2 separate regions of the Danio rerio genome follow, and region 2 is linked to region 1. A link is a contact called in public HiCAR-type data. All regions are on one chromosome and are shown on one strand. Each heading gives the region's core, a stretch centred on a gene start, on an enhancer-like site or on the middle of the called end of the contact. The rest is flanking DNA. Distances are from core to core; before and after follow the strand shown.

The links. HiCAR-type assays count read pairs that join an accessible place to other places.
Region 2: a HiCAR-type map of caudal fin shows a contact between it and region 1, with 19 times the contacts expected there. The contact joins the promoter of midn here to the enhancer-like site in region 1. A contact is called at or near these places in 10 of 18 Hi-C or Micro-C datasets (caudal fin, embryo, gastrula embryo and 2 more) and 2 of 4 datasets of contacts at active chromatin or transcription factors (caudal fin and gastrula embryo).

The regions. Positions count from the first base shown.
Region 1 is chr22:18,261,441-18,264,140 of GRCz12tu, forward strand. LOC141380307 (a long non-coding RNA gene) reads left to right here. Exons shown (of 2, transcript XR_012398129.1): 2 at 1,515-2,700. Among named protein-coding and RNA genes, the nearest start is that of cirbpb, 22 kb to the left of the region's middle. Within about 2 kb of position 1,416, at least 26 of the 62 cell types and tissues checked have an H3K27ac peak or open chromatin away from gene starts, as enhancers often do. A contact at or near this core is called in caudal fin, where this site is marked.
Region 2 is chr22:18,450,299-18,452,998 of GRCz12tu, forward strand. midn (midnolin) reads right to left here and starts at 1,327. Exons shown (of 7, transcript NM_207052.1): 1 at 810-1,327. The coding sequence starts at 1,033.

The DNA.
Region 1 (2,700 bases), core at 166-2,665:
AATACATTTGACCACCCCTGTAAACGTCCATACCATTGTGAATGCATGTTTGCGCCAAACATGCGTTCACAAAACATTGTGTGTTCACAAAACATGTTTCTTGTAAAATAGGCATCTGTAGGTGTCCATGAAATTAGATACATAGTTTGTATTTTTATTACACATGCTTGTACTTAAATAGTAAACCAAAAAATAAAAGGCATATTATCAAATATAATCAAAATTATGAGATGCTTTATCCAATATATGTTGTTGCTGAAGTCAAACATCAAAACAACAACTGTATTAAAACACAATTCAAAGTAAAATATGACCCAAAACATCATTAAATATGTACTTTCTAAATTTTAGCAATTTTTTTATATATTATAAATGTTTAATATAATATAATATAATATAATATATTATAATATAATATAATATCCAGTGATGAGTTGCAGCTGGAAGGGCATCTGTTGCATAAAACGTAGCTGGATAAGTTGCCGGTTCATTCCACTGTGTTGACCCCTGATTATTAAAGGAACTAAGTCGAAAAGAAAATGAATGAATGAATGAATAATGTAATAAAATACATTATAACATAATAAATGCAATAATATTTCCAGTTTTTTTTTGCAAACAACTTATCTTAAATCTCGAAAAAAATAGCCATTTATAAATGCCAAAATAAATGCTAAAAGACAAAAAATGTTATCAATATTAAGCAATAAAATGTTTTATCACATATTAGATACAAAAAATAAAAGTACATTTTAATAATAATAATAATAATAATAATAATAATAATAAAACTATTCAAAACTGAAAAGAATAGAATGCACACAACTTCCATGATACAGACACAATATTATTGCTACATTCATAGCCAATCAGAATCCAGCATGCTTTATAGAACTGGAACATTTAAAGCTGCAGACACCAAAACGGAATTTCATCTAATAAAACATATATAACATCTGGCGTCACGGTGGAACAGTGGGTAGCACGATTGCCTCACTGCAAAAAGGTTGCTGGTTCAAGGCCCACCTGGGTCAGTTGGCATGTCTGAGTGGAGTTTGCATGTTCTCCTCGTGTACGTGTGGGATTCCTCCGGGTGCGCTGATTTCCCCACCAGTCCAAAGACATGCGGTACAGGTGAATTGGGTAAGCTAAATTGGCAGTAGTGTATGTGTGTGAATGTAAGAGTGTATGGGTGTTTCCCACAGATGGATTGTAGCTGGAAGGGCATGTGCTGCGTAAAAACATATGCTGGATAATTTAGCGGTTCATTCCACTGTGGTGACCCCTGATAAATAAAGGCACTGAAATATATATCATCCATCCAACAACACACTCTACATTGTACATTGGATCACTTAAGTTCTTCAAAGCCACTGCAGTGGCATAAACACACCAGCAGGGGTCTCCCATTGATCAGCTCACATCTAGCGCCCAACAAATAGACGACAGCCTCTTGAGTAGCTGATCCGGCGAACGACAGCTGTCTAAAGCAGGTTTATGCTCTTTTCCTACAGCAGGGCCTTCACGTCACCTCTGATACCTCGCACGGTAGACCTCATTCCAGGAAAGACCAAGAGAGCGAACAGCTGCCCTCCTCCTTAAATCCCTAAGCCAAGTGCAGTCATACCTTCATATGCCCCCTTTGGACCAACACATTCAACCTTCCACCCACTCATGAAGGAATGGCGAAAGAGGGGTGAACAGGGATATCATGTAAAAATGCTGGAAGAGAATGATGTTATATCACGAAAATAAAAACGGCTGCAGAGAGGAAGGAAAAAGAAAAATTGGGGGGAAAGAGAGTTTGAAGTCATGGAACAAATCCTGGATCCCCGTTCTGTGCCTCATGCAGAACTCAAGCTTGTTTTGTCATGCGCCGAAACGGACCCTCAGGTCATGCTGCATGCCTTCACAGCACACACACACACACACACACACAGGCTTTTGTCTGCAGATGGAAAACAGCATCGGTGCACTCACTTCATGGAAGGAGAGTTCATGGCGAACAATATATGTTCTCGAAGGCCGCGAGATATGTGCATTTCAGAACATTCCTTTGATGTCAAGTGAGCCATGAATCATTTCAAAACCGAGTATTTGTTACGCCTCAGCTGAATGTTTCACCCTGGTGAACAGAAAATGGCAAAAGTTGAGGTTTAGTTCAAGGGGTTGTCACTTTAGTTTGGGAAAGTAATCTGTAATCATAATCAGATTAGCTTTTCTATGGTTTGTAAGAAAAAATTGATGCCAGAAAACCAAAACTTTTATGGATAATTGACTACAAATGGAAAGCTTTGTCTGGGTTTTGATCATTCACTTATAGCACAAGGGTGCAGCCTGAAAATGCAAATGTTTGAAAATGGGTTTTAAAGGGCTATTTTTTCAAATCTAAATCTATTCAAAAATGTTTTGAATGTGCCATCTCAATGTAAACTACACAAATGTGGACTTTGTGAAAATTTAATTTAAGGAAAATGCACATTACTTGGGTGCTTAACAACTAAAAACAACTATGGATAAAATAAATTTTTATCTGCTGTAAAAATGGTCATTTTAAAATTGGTGTTAAAGGGGAAAGAAGGTCGCTGGTTCAAGTCTCGGCTCAGTTGGCGTTTCTGTGTGGAGTTTGTATGTTCTCCCTGCGTCAAGTGGGTTTCCTCCGGGTGCTCCGGTTTCCCCCACAGACATGCGGTACAGGTG
Region 2 (2,700 bases), core at 77-2,576, 190 kb after region 1:
TAGGCGACTGCTTTCTTTGTCTACATACTAGTAGTTGTTCCGGTAGTGACGACAATGTATTCAGATAGTCAGCAACTGCTTACTCCTTGCATACTAGAGATTATTATTTCATTGGTAGTCACGGTATAACACTGGAATTGATAACTATGTCAGTAGTCAAAATGACTCATTTTTAAAAATAAAATAGTATTAAATTAAGAGTTGCTATTAAAACTGGAATAGATATTAGCTGGTCAGAAGTGAACAGTTAGAATGACTATCAGTGTCAACAATAGTTAAAGGGATAATTTACCAAAAATTGAAAACGTACTCACCCCTAAGCGATTTCCGAAGAAAGCTGAAAACCTGTAACCAACCGATGACTTCCATGATAGGGAAAACAATTACTACAGGTTTTCAGCTTTCTTCGAAACATCTTATTCTGTGTTCAACAGAAGAAAGAAAGTTAAACAGGTTTGGAACATGTGAGTAAATAACGACAGAATTTTCAGTCATGAGTGAACTATCCCTTTAAATGCTGTAATGTTTAATAGATAAGAACTAGTGAATAAACACTGCTATCTTGTGAATTTTTTCCAGCGAGTTAGAAAGGCAAACTATAGGCACTACTGGAGTAAGTACTAATAAGAAGAAAAAAAAACATACAAAACATACTAGCTTAAATTAATAAATGCTAAAACGGCTTGCCAATAGGCATGGCTAAAAAAAATCTCCATTAGGAAACCCAGCCAAAGCCACCTTCTGACCGGCTCATTGTTAAAACAGCTAACCCGTGCAATCTAACAGGAACACATCAGACCACTACTCACGTTTCTTTGTGTAGCAGAGCGAGTCTTTCTTTGGGTACTTTCAGTCTTTGAGAGAGTCTTCGCTTTAGCCCTTCCACGGTCTCTTCTGCGGGAAGGGAGAGCTCGAAGCGTGTGCCGGTGGTGGAGTGGATGTACAAATTCATGGGGGGCTCGCCGGAGACGCTCTCGCAGGACGGCGCAGCTCCGCGACTGCTGCAGCTCCGGGCGCTCGGATGCTGGTCCATTCGATAGCCTACGATAGAGGAGACAGGGTCGATGGAAGCGGGCGGATAGGGCTGGGTGTCTCAATGGAAAGCTATTGGAAAAATATTCCCAATGATTATTCCCGTTTGGTGATGGATCCTGCGGCGATCCCCCGAATTAATATCTTCAAATACAGCAGTTTTTAATTCTATTTTTCCGATAGTGCATTCAAATGCATATTCTGCAAGTGTAGTCCTTTGTCGTTGACAGTGTACTGCAAAAACCAGCGCGATCTTTCCTTCTTTTCTTTATATATGTATATTTCTTTATATCTGTTCCTATGTTTTAAAGCGCAGCTCTCATCGCGGAGAGAAACTCCAGTGAAACACGCATAATAATGCCCGTTGTTTCACCGTGTCTCACTTCCACTGTGCCGCTATGATTACACCCACAAAAGCTCTGCCCAATCAAAGGAGGGGCTAGTGGTGACGTCATATACACAGCCAACGGGAGGACGGCCTGCTCACCCACGTGGAGCGCAAACACCGCCTCATTTCTCTCCCCCACACCGCTTTCCTCATTGAGGACAAATCCAATCTGAGTGGGCGACGAGCTCCAGTCCTGGAGTTCCAGCCCACTGTTACCAATTCCACACCATTCATGAGGCAAACTGTCAAAGTAACAAAAGTCACCCAATATAACCTTGAATGTTTAAACAGCAACACTGCGCGGTCTATTTTCAAAACACAGCAAAAATACTTTGTGTCACCTTGCTTTTCGTGTGTAGCTAATGTTGCATATTTGTTGACATTTAATGGTAGACATTCTTTTGCTGAAGCTAAAGAGTTTATGGATTTGTAGTTTTTATATACAGCTATGGAAACATATTAAAAACCACTTGACAATTATGCTTCCTCTGGATTTAGGATTTAGTGATTTGGGGGCCCAAGCAATTTCAGCCATGGGGAACAAAAGTTCTAAAATGCTCATTTTGTACTTTAATTGATTTATTTTGCATTTTTTTTCTTTTTCTACATTTTGTCTTCTTAATGCAAAAATAATACCAACATGTAATGCATCTCGTAAGCATTTTAAATTATTTATTTTCTGAAAATTAAAAGTAATTCTTTACCTAATTTGCTGGACTTCTCCATGATTGAGGGATACATTTGCACAGATATAATAAACATTAAACTTTTATTTTTTTAGACACACTTGTTATACAAAATATGATTTAAATATAATTTATAGGAGTAATTTATACTTCTAGGTATTTATTTGGGGGCCCTCAGATTTCCTGGGGCCCTAAGCTGCCGCTTATCTTGCTTATTGGTTAAATCCGCTCCTGACTGGACTTATACAGCTATGGCTTTATTTTTAAAAGGTCTTCTCGCAAATTTAAAATAAAAATATTGTCATTTAGAGCCTTTTTACTGACAGAAAATCAGGAATGTCACTGAAATATTAATTTATTAAAGAAATTCATGTTGAACACGTGTATGTTGTTGTTGTCTTAACCCTATCACTGCCTTGCATTTCTTAACTCCTAATGTCGCTAGTTAACACACTCAATGCATTTTATTTTACATTTCTAAAATATCAACCTCTACCAAATGGTTGATGTGTCGGTTTATAGTAAAAGTACCAGATTTAATACATATAGTTTGACAAATCTGAAAATATGGTGTAAGACCAATTTATTGAAAAT